Linked DNA regions of Mus musculus: region 1 is linked to region 2. The links are chromatin contacts, called in public promoter capture Hi-C maps. All regions are on one chromosome and are shown on one strand. The core of a region is the stretch at or near the end of the contact, and the rest is flanking DNA. Distances in the headings are between cores, read along the strand shown.

What was found. Promoter capture Hi-C pulls out the DNA fragments that hold promoters and counts their contacts.
Region 1: a promoter capture Hi-C map of macrophages shows a contact between it and region 2, with 10 read pairs. The contact joins the promoter of Ifi205 here to the promoter of Ifi203 in region 2. A contact is called at or near these places in 2 of 39 promoter capture datasets (the C10 cell line and macrophages), 1 of 115 datasets of contacts at active chromatin or transcription factors (CD8 T cells) and 3 of 9 other capture datasets (adipose tissue, liver and pancreatic islet).

Annotation. Positions count from the first base shown.
Region 1 is chr1:174,027,880-174,033,965 of GRCm38.p6, reverse strand. It overlaps Ifi205 (interferon activated gene 205), which reads left to right and starts at 2,211. Exons shown (of 7, transcript NM_172648.3): 1 at 2,211-2,342; 2 at 5,484-5,768. The coding sequence starts at 5,504.
Region 2 is chr1:173,939,655-173,945,459 of GRCm38.p6, reverse strand. Ifi203 (interferon activated gene 203) reads left to right here and starts at 2,968. Exons shown (of 10, transcript NM_001302649.1): 1 at 2,968-3,005; 2 at 3,166-3,230.

The DNA.
Region 1 (6,086 bases), core at 962-3,461, 89 kb before region 2:
ATGAATGAATGGTGTCTACATTACAGTCTCCATATATACTTTGCTCCAACTCATGTACCACCTCCCTCACTATCAGCATTTCCCAACACAGTGAGGCATTCTCTATATGAACACATTGATATGTCTCCATCAGCCAAATCTATAATTTGCATGAGATTTTTTTCTCTTCATGTTGTACATTTTGTGGATTGGGGCAAATGTGTAACATTAGCATCCTATGGAGCCCATTGCCCTGGATATGACCTGTTCTTCTCCTTCCTCCAAGTCGATGTAATGCCTGACATTTTTTGTTGGCCTCCATCTACATGTTTGCCTTTCTACAATGACAATTATTTGGAACTTGATGTGAAGAAAGCATCTCTCCTCAGGCCCAAGCAAAAGGCTCCATTCTCCCAGCAAACACAGCCATTCGTTTGTATGGGTAAACTCCTGTCATTGGAAGAAGTACAGTTTCTTGTTGGCTTTAAGGTACTGTGCCTTGGTTGGTGGAAAGACAGTCTTTCAGTTGCTTGCAGATTTACCCTGATTGGTACAAATTTTCTTGGCTGCAAACAGGACATCCACTCACTTTTGAGTAAGTGGAAAACTTATCCTAGTTTAAGCCATGTTATTATAATATTAGGCTCCATTAAAAGTTTCACTCAACTAGCCTTTTCTTGCCTTTTGTTTCTACCTGGTAGAGAGAACTAAACTGGTAACCATAAGAAAGGTAAGAAAACAATGATCAGAAGAGAATAGAGTGCCATTCCACAGTCAAAACTCTGACCCATAATTTTTTCTGTCTGGAAAAACTGCAGAGATGGAAATGGAGACGAGCCCGAGGAAAAGAAGATCTAGATACAGGCCCAAAGTGGGATCCAGCTCAAGGGGAGGTCCAAGGCCTGACACTATTACTGAGGCTATGGAGCGCTCACAAAAAGGGACTTATCATGACTGCCCTCTGAAAGACTCAACAAGCAGCTAGTCAGATGCAGATATTGGTAGGCAGCCAATGAACAGAATCTGCTGACCCCTGAGGTTGAATTAGGGAAAAGCTGGAAGAAGATGAGGAGGAGGGTGACCCTGTAGGAGGACCAGCAGTTTCAATTAACCTAACCCCCCCGAGATCTCTCAGACACTGGACCACCAGCCAGGCAGCATACACCAGCTGATAGGAGGCCCCCAACACACATACAGCAGGGGACTGCCAGGACTGGTTTCAGTCAGAGATGATGTACCTAACCCACAAGTGACTGGAGTACCCAGGGAGTTTAGAGATCTGGTGGGGTTGGGGTTGGAGGGGACATCCTCATGGAGTCAGGGGAGCAGTGAGGAGGTATGGGATGTAAAATAATAAGAGGGTAGACCAGGAGGGGAATAAAATCTGAAGTGTAAAATAAAAGAATAATTTAAAAAAGAGAGAGAGAAAATAGAGTGGTGGAAGTGGCATAGAGGTGTCAGGGATAAAGACAAGCAGGGCTATGAAGAGCTGAAGCCTGAGATACTGTTGACTGACTTCCAGGTGCATACCGAACAGCTACCAGTCCTTAAGGGCCAAGAATTCTAGCACCTCAGTCAATGAGATATGACACCAGCCACTCTCAAGGTCCCAGAATCACAAAGGCACTTCCTGTTTGTTACTATCTTTCACCTGCTGCTTCCAGAAGTTGATTATAAACTCCCAAATTCTGAGCTGGCAGTTGTGGTTAAATCCCAGAACCATAAATCTCCAATCCAAAACCTCTCTAACTTCTGAAGGGTTTGGTGCTTGTAAATCCTGGATGTGTTAGACTATTTCCTAGGCCTTGAGTACTTTATTGCAATAAAAACTCCGACTCAGCGGTCCATGACTCCTATCTAAGTAGAGCAGAAGAACCTTGGTCAGGGAGTTTTAACACCTTGATCTGGGTACACCATGTATGTGAGTTTTGTGTCTGGTGGCCAGTGTATATATGACTGCTACAAAAGTCAAAAGGTTAGGACTTTCTTATTTAGTGAGATTCAACAGAAAAGAATGTGAGCCTGACTAAGCTGTGATTTTTTTTTCCCATAGTGACCACAGTGTTTAAGGGAAGCTAAGAGGTTTCCCAGGCCAGGGAAATTGAAAGCTATGAACAAAACTGGGAGGAGGCCTGGCTATTTCAGCACTCCTCACCCGAGGGAGACAGCACAGTGAGAGACACCCAGTGCTGCTCAAGAAGTGAAACAACTCTGAGAGTGTCCTAACCACTGGTGTCTTCATTTATACCCCATTTTTCACTTTCTCAGTTACTGAATTATCTGCCTACCTACTCAAACCAAGCAGGCCACTTCTGTTGTTGAAGATCTCAGCACCTGTACATTGCTGCCGAAATTCCAGGGAGGTGAGTCCTGTCTGTTTCTTAAATATATGATCATATCTATCTGTGGAATATAAAGGAACATAGAAAAAAATCAGTATTGGAGTTGGGGGGGGGGCGGTAGCCAGGGCTAGTACCAGCTGCACTCACAGCCTTGAACCTGCTGTAGCTGGTTTCTGATGCTTCACTAGGAAGATGGCAGATGACAGAATAAAGATGCCATCCCTATTCCCATAACTTTTCATGAGTTAGTGTTTAACACTGGTCTTCAACTATCTTCACTAGAGAAGGCATGGGAGCAAGGTGTTTGTGGTGAATGACTGTGTAAAAGACCAGACAGAAATGAGAAAAATGATAACTAAAATAATGTTAAATGAAAACCACACTTCAACATGAATATAGTATCTAGTTTTGTGAATATACAAAACTGAGATTTATACAAAACATGAAAACTCATTATCCTATAGAAGAAAATGTTCCAGTTTTGTGAATAAAGTTATTTAAATAGAGTGTCTTGACATTTTTATGTTTAGCTCTCCTCCTAGCTCCCTTATGTATGAGATGTTAGAGACAATATTTGCCATACTCTGTTCTTCATTCCACTCTGGAGGTGAACTCTAGTGGGCTAAAGTTAAACTTGTTCACTGTTACTATTTTTTTCTCAAATGTTTCAAATTTTTTATCGTGCTTTGCTTAAATTTTCAGTAGTTGAGATATGCATAAATTTGAAACCATAGTCATGATTACTCAGTGTCGTATTTGTTTAAATTTATGTTATTGCTTGTTATTATTATTGTTGTTTGAAAAATAATTTCATTATTGAATCCTGGTTTGCCTGGAAAGTGGTGCATAGCTGAGGCCAGTCTCAAACTTATACTCTCTGCCTCTGCCTCTGCCTCTGCCTCTGCCTCTGCAGCCCTTGAATCATAAACATCCACTACCATGTCCCTGTTAAATGTCTATGATTAATTTTGTATTTTACTACATAGTACTATTTACTGTCATGGGAGTAATGTAGTTATAAAACTAAAATCTGTTATAATTTGGTAATTATATAATTAAAATGGTTTCACTTTTCTTGGTTTGAAATCTTTCACTACTAAGCAGTGAGCCTCCAGGTTTTATGATAATTTCTTGGATGGTCCTTAGCTATATTAATGGAGGATTTTGGTGTCTTTAAATTACTCTTTCAGCATCAAATTTTTCTAATATTTTTGAAATCCATTAAATAGTATTTTGTCAGCAATCCCAAGGTATTCTTTTTTTTCTAAACCACTTTAAAAATTGTCTCATTTTGTGCTTTTGTTTTGTTTTGATCTGTTTTATTTTTATTTTTTTTTGACAAGGTCTCACACTATGTAACATTGCTCGGCTTAGAACTGACTATGTCGACCACGATGGCCTCAAATTTAGAGATTTTTAACAATCCCTGCCTTCTAAATGCTATATACTTTTATATTTTTATTTTAAAAGAGTTATTATTTTTCTACCTTATAGACCTTTATAAGGCATACTATAAAATCAATGTGCATATATAATGGGTAGTAGTCTAGTCCAAGTAACAAGCACTTCCACATCTTCAAAAATCACTAATTGTATGTGTTAGAATTTCATATTATGGGATGAGACTTATGGTGTGTTTTGATGTCCTTTATTAAACTTCTTCATGTTTCCCCTGTCGCTGCCTCTTCCTCATCTCTATTGACCACTCTTCCATTTCATTCTGCAAAGTTTATTTTTGTAAACAACTGAAACATGATGTATTTGTGTCCCTTTATCTGCCATGTTTTACTGAAAATATTTATCTCCAGTTTCGTTCAAACTCATTCAAACTCCAAATGGCAGAAATTCATTGCTGTGAATGGCTAATGAATACTTGATGTGTGTTTTGTAGGGGAGTGAGCAGTTATATACTAATCTCAGTATGTATGTGGAAATCACAGAACAAATTTGAGAAGTTGTTTCTTTATAAAAGTTCCGGGGATCTAATCTCAGGCTATAAGGCTTGCACAGCAGATACTTCTCCCTGACCTCTTAATGTCTACTTTCCATGCAACTGTTTTGTTTGTTTTGTTTTGTTTGTTTTCATTTTTGTAATAGGGTCTCACAATCAAGAATGAGCGTGTGTTCCTGACCCTTCTCTCTCTACTTCCCCAATAGTGGACTTTCATACATGTACCATGCTACCTGGGTTCTCATTTTCTTTATAACTCATCCAATAAAAGATATTTAGCTTTATTCTGTGTTTCAGCTATTGTGATTAATAATGCAACAAATATGCAAGTGTAATTGTTTTCTGTGTATGGCTGTTTCATCTCCATTGGTTATATAACTAGTTTTTGAAAGGAGTGGAACACACTGGTTGTTCTTTTTGTATTTAAAGTATTTCTATATTATTTTCTATCATGTGTTCACACTAAATTATATTTCTTCCAACAGTGGGTTACATTTCCTGTTTCTCTGAATTCTTTTTAGAATTTATTTCTTCTCTGTTTAATAATAAACATTGATCTGCATATAACATTATATATCACTATAGCTTTTATTTAAATATTTATATAATTTTATGCAACTTACTCTGAAGATTTGAAAAACTGAACCATTTTTAAGAATGTATGTTTAGTAATTTTTAATTTTTCTTTATTCCTAACCATTTAATCCAGGTTTAAAGTAAAAAATCAAATCACTTTGTAACTTACACCAACTCCCCAATTTCTTCCCTCAACACATTCCCCCCATCCAATCTCAAATCTTCTTTTGAGTATGTTTGTGTAAGATAATCCACTACACCTTTGGTACAAGGAGTCAGGATCTGACAGACAGTTAACAAGGGAAAGGTTCAGGTACCTAAAAGGAAGAGAAGAGAAGCCACAAGCCAACACTCCCAAGTTCTTGCACAGAGGCATATCTCCAGACAACTATTCATCACAACTACACTTGACCCAACTCAGCTATCATTATTAATAACACAGATCATTTTAAAGGTTTTTCTAGTAAGGCAATTGTTTTCCAATATTCCTTGTAACATAAACAGCTACTATGATGCTCTCTTTCTGTGAACATACCTATGTGCAGTATTTCCACATAGCTCATTCATTCCCATAATCATGTCTTTTTAAAAAATTTCTGAATACATGTACAATATATGCGAACTTTTTCTTCTAGTATAACCAACAACTTGAAAGATGGAGAATGAATATAAGAGACTTGTTCTGCTGGAAGGACTTGAATGTATCAATAAGCATCAATTCAATTTATTTAAGTCATTGATGGTCAAAGATTTAAATCTGGAAGAAGACAACCAAGAGAAATATACCACGTTTCAGATTGCTAACATGATGGTAAAGAAATTTCCAGCTGATGCTGGATTGGACAGACTGATCAACTTTTGTGAACGTGTACCAACTCTTAAAAAACGTGCTGAAATTCTTAAAAAAGAGAGATCAGAAGGTAACATGGAACAAACAACCCCTATCCCACCTGTGTCTTACTGTCTCTACTCCCTTCATAACCTTGAAGTCCACACATAGCTGTCATATCTCCGGTTTACACCTCAAAGACCATGGCCATATTGGTCATTTGGATTGGCTGCTGAGGACGTTCATCTTCCAGTGGTTATTTATAATTTATGGAGTATATTTGATGCATGCATTAAAGACAAAAATAGAAGTTGATCAAAGATTGGGGTTTCAGATGTAACATAGATGTTCAAAAGTAAGAAATTCCAAATAAAAAATTATGTTATATTTAAATATATATATATAAATC
Region 2 (5,805 bases), core at 1,719-4,218:
TGGGCATATACTCAAAGATGTTGCAACATATAACAAAGACACATCCTCTACTCTGTTCATATCAGCCTTATTTATAATAGCCAGAAGCTGGAAACAACTCAGATGCCCTCAGAAAAATGGATACAGAAAGTGTGCTCCATTTACATAATGGAGTACTACTCATCTATTAAAAACAACGACTTCATGAAATTCTTAGCAAATGGATGGAACTAGAAAATATCCTGAGTGAGATAACCCAGTCACAAAAGAACACACATGGTCTGCAGTCACTGATAAATGGATATTAGCCCAGAAGCTCAGGATACCCAAGATACAATTCACAGATCATATGAAGCTCAAGAAGAAGGAGGACCAAAGTGTGGATGCCTCAGTACTTTTTAGGAGGAGGAGCAAAGTACTCATGGGATAAGAGTGTGGAAGGGACTTGAGAGGACAAGAGGAAGAGGAGAGGGGAAGGGGGACAGGATCAGGTATGGGAGGAGAGAGGGATGATATACAAAGGAAAAGGAATTTGAACAGCGGTGTTTAGCAATGGGGGACAGGAAAGGCCATCAAGAGACTGCCCTACCTGGGGATCCATCCCATGTAAGACACCAAACCCAAACACTATTGTGGATGCCAAAGTGCTTGCTGACAGGAGGCTGGTATAGCTGTCTCCTGAGAGGCTCTGCCAGAGCTGACAAATACAGAGATGGATTCTCACAGCCAACCATTGGACTGAGCACAGGCACCCCAATGAAGGAAGTTCTGAAAGAGGTGAAGTATTTTCCAACCCCATGGGAACAACAACAATATCAACCAACCAGATCCCCTCTGGCTACCAGGGACTAAACCACCAACCAAAAAAGTACACATGGGGGGACCCATGGCTCCAGCTGCATATGTAGCAGAGGATGGCCTTTGTTGGGCATCAATGGGAAGAGAGGCTCTTGGTCCTGTGAAGGGTTGATGCCCCAGTGTAGGGGAATGCCAGGGCGAGGAGGCAGGAGTGTGTGGGTGAGAGCACCCTCATAGAAGCAGAGAGAGTCAAGTTAGGGATAGATAGGGAGTTTCTCAAGGGGAAACCGGAAAAGGGGATAACATTTGAAATGTAAATAAATAAAAATCCAATTTAACTTTATATGCCTCAGTACAGGGGAATGGCAGGGCCAAGAAGTGGGAGTAGGTGGGTAAAAGAGTGGGTGGGGGAGGGTATGGGGGACTTTTGGAATAGCATTGGAAATGTAAATGAAGAAAATACCTAATAAAAAATGACAAACATGTCAAGAATAAAAATAAGTAAACAATCCTATTTTTAAAATCCTAAAAACATACAATATTTTGGAATGAAAGTAACCAAAGAAGGAAAAGATTTGCACAATGAAAACTTTAAAACAATAAAAGAACTTGAAGAAGTTAAAAGAAGACAAGAGGCTTTCCAATTTCATGGGTTTCCAAGAGCTGCCAAACACCAGCACTTGGAAAGCAAACCTCGATGATTTTCTACCCAAGTAAATCTGTGGACCCTGCCAGATGAGTGATGGTATCCCTGGAATCGCACTGTTTTTATATTGACTTTAAAGCTTCCTATAAAGCATCCAGTAGTAGTTGGTGTCCTTTTCCCCCATGTCTCACTATAACAGTAGTACAGACACCATCCACTATCCTACAAAGGAAGAAACAGTCAGTCAAACACTGCTTTAAGCTCTGAAGCTACCAGATGTTCAGCTTTTTTCCTTGAGTTTCCAAGGCTTCATCTGCTGGCACTACATAGCCCACAATCTGCTGTCTTTTCCCATTAAAAATCTCTCAGGGGTCATTTTCTTAATCACTTATAGAGGACAGTGAAGCTATAGTACAGAGGGCAGTTACTGCCCAATTACTTTTTTTTTTTTAAGCTGAGGTTGCAGTTGTATGTTTCTCATAACACTATGCTCTGGGAAAATATGGCCTAGGAACCACTAATGAATGAATGGATGCTTTGGAAAGTGCTTAAACCAAAAGTGATCCATCACAGATATTTCCCTATTCAGGAAATGTTCAAGCAAGTACTGTTGTGGTCTGCAGATCACAGCACAAAGCACCCAGAAACGGATCTCAGTTAAACAGGGCTGGTTTATTGAACACACACCCTAAGACTGATTGAACAGGGGCTCAGCTCAGATACAAGAGCTATTTTCCAGGGTCAGTTTATATAGGCAGAAAATCATAATGAGCTCATAAGCGGGTGAGGGGAGGGCTGTAGGGTGGTCAACCTTTTTCCAAGTCTTTTTTTTTTCAAGCTGTCCTCTATCTTTCTTTGCTCTGAGTGAAGGCTATGGATTGGTAATTTCTGATGATGATGACGACTATTTAAGCCTCAGAATATGGTCAACTTGACCTTTCTTTCAGTCAAACTTTTTCTTTTAATTTTAAAATGTTTTTATCTTCTTTTTTCTTTTTCTTTTTATTAGATGTTTTCTTTATTTACATTTAGGATGTTATCCCCTTTCCTGGTTTCCCCACTGAAGACTCCCTATCCCCTCCTCCCTCCATCTGCTCATCAACCAACCCACACTGGCTTCCTGGCCCTGGCATTCCCCATTACTGGCTGTGCCTACAGTCAAGCTGCTTTTGTGTCAAACAAGCTGGCAGGCATGAAACAAAAGTATTACAGCTAAGGTAGCAGGCTTCATCAATTCCAAGGAACAACAGACTCTGAGGAGCTCCCCTCTGACCACTTTCATATTGAACAAACAAAGAAGGGTGAGGTGGCTGAGTGACTCGCTTGTATCTCCTTGTGATTCATCTTCTTTCAGATGAGAGTGATTCCTAGTGACCCACTTGTAAGTCTACTAGACATAAAACATGCAGTGTTGCAATTTCTCTCTCTCCTGTGTGTGTGTGTGTGTATGCTTCTTTCTAGAAATTACATTAATAACAGGAAATAAAGTGCTCTATTTTAAGAGCTGGGGAAATCGAAAGCTATGAACAGTGCTGGGAGGAGCCCAATTTCATCTTAAGTCTCCCCAGGAAGACAGCACACTGTAAGACATCCAGCCCTGCTCAAGCTAGGAACTTACTTTAACCAGTTCTCTTGCCCCCCTCCCTGTTATTTTGTAAATACTACATTTTCTCAGCATTTAATGAGATTGCAATGCATTCTGGTGTACTTTTTTGAGTCATTTCTCTTTCTACTCAAAACAGAGAAACCCCATTTCCTGACTTGCTGAAGATTTATCATCTGAACATTGCTGAGAAATTTCACTGAGGTAAGTCTCTCCCCTTTTATATATAGAAGAGATAGCTCCATGAAACCCACAAGAACATAGGGGATCAGTGTGGTTCTTCCCAGTGGCTGGTGGGGAGAGCACAGATTGTTCAGCTGCCAGCAGGGCAGTGAACCTGCTGCAACAGGTTCTGATACCACATTCAGGAAGATGACAGCATCTTTCTTTCTCCATCCCTCGAGCTTGTGGTAAGAAAACATGAGCTTTGATTAGTGCAGGTTATAAAATTAGCTTCCTAAGTATAAAGTCAATAAATGGAAAACAAGAAGGCTTCAGTAGCCTGGGCTGGGCGGTGCACGGGAATCTGGTGGCTGGACTGAGTAAAAGACAGGTTAGTGATATAAAAATTTACTGTGATATAATATTCAGTGAAAACATGCATTTGAACAATGAGCTTCATCATCTGGTCTTATTTTAATATTAGACAGCATGAGAACTAGTGGACATGTGCAGTAAAACTTTCCTAAGAATCACAAATACAGTTATTCAAATACTTCCTGTTTCAATATGCATATGTAACTCTTTCTTTCTCTCCCCTTCAAAAAAGGGAGTAAGAATAGTATTTAGTCACTGAGAGAAACTTTTTGTCATCATGAAAGTTATTCTTTGTGATAGGCTAAATTTTATTTATTTTTGTTTTTATTTTGTTGTCATAAAATATAGGGACTATGAAGGTCAGTTAAATACAATCATTTCTGTTGTCTATTTTGTCTACTTTTAGGATATTTTAAAGGCTTTCTGTATCCTCTGGCATAGGACTCCGTGTGTACTCAAACTTTGTAATTTAAATGTCAATTTGAGATTTGTACCTGGATTAGACCTATCTTGCTAAGTTTCTCAGTTATCCTGCTCAAACTTTCCAAATTTTTCCAGATCTTTTTACCCTACTAACTTAGTAATGACTACACTGTCATATTAACTGTAAACCTGTGGGTTCTCCTTTTTATCTTTTTAAAAAATTTACAGATTTGTGTGCTCTCACAGATATTGAATGTATGTGATGTATATGTATGTGCATGGATACGTGTACTTGTGTGAAGATATATTCATGTTTCAATAGAGCTGTGAAATAATGACGAAGAACATGCACTATTATTAACTGATAAATCCATAGTTAAAACTACGTTCTTCTAAGATGGGAGAGTTTATCTTTCTGTGGTATTTAATAATAGTTTTGCCTTCGGTTCTATTAAAGCTCCACTAATGTAGATAAATAGGATGTTCTTTAGTTTCTAGAGAATTTAATTTTAGATTTCTCCACTGTTGGGGAATCTTTTATGAACAACCTATAGGTAAATTTCTTAAATAACAATTGGCAGACCTTGTCATTGGACTGGTTAGGTCCCCCCGGGTAGAGTGGCAATCAGCAGAGTTTTGTTTTGCTTCTGCTACTGTTATTTCACCTGTGATGTTCTTTATGTTCTCTTCCATCTGTCCGTCAACGTTGGTGATGTACTTCCTTTTAGGTGCACCTACTCAAGTTTGAAATTTTCATTATAGGAGAACCGTATTTTCTTTGATAAGTGCATTTTGCTTATATTCACCCTCTACCCCCTTCCATAATCCCTTCCAGGGACATACTGTCTACCCTACCCACTAAACTCGGTATTTCCTTTTGTTTTTTAAACCCATCAAGGACAGTTTCTGTTCAACCAAATAGAGGCCTCATATGCCTTTAATAAGAATGGTTCTTTTTTTCCTCAGCAGCTATCAAGTGTCAAAACTTCCTTAGCTCGTTATGGGACTTAGTGTCCAATGCCCACTCCCCTCCTAACTTCCTTCTGTGATTTTTGTCTTGCATAAACGTGCACAAGGCTCAGGATGCTTCACAACTGTTTTGAGCTCACATGTGCTACTTCCCAGTGGAGTTTGGCAAACACTGTGCCCCTGTAGTCATCTGCCACCCCTGACTACTAGAATTTTTCTTCCCCCTCTTTATAAAGTATTTCTGAGCAGAAGGGTAAGATTGCTGATTGTGTTCCTCTGCATAGTGTGCACAACAAAGTGTGCATAGTTAGAATGTAGCTTCTGGGTCAGTTAAACTGATTTTCCTGTATTCTATGACTCAAGGATGTGACATCTATATCGTTATGGAAGATTTTGGGATATATATATATATATATATATATATATATATATATATATATATATATAGTAACCTATATAGATAAAAGTATAAATTTAATTTCTATTGCTTACATATCATTTTTGTGTGAAATAGTTGTGGTCCTATTCTTGATACATTCTCAGAAGGATAGTGATTAATCCCTAACTCTTAACTCTTGGAAAAAAGTTTCTATTCTCTCTGGCAGGTTCTACATGTACTTTTACCTCCAAGGGAATGGGAGATTTAGATTCCTTTGTTGATTTTCTGGCATTGGGGGAAAGTCTGACCTTTTATGCCCTTTATTTCTTTGTTATTTGTTCTATAAATTGGTACTGTCATTTTTTAAAAGAAACTGTCTCCTAAGTTCTTGGAATATAGTTATATCTTTTGTAGAACAGTTCAGTAAGCCAGGGTCATTAACTTTATTGAATTCCTGATGCTTGCTCAGGA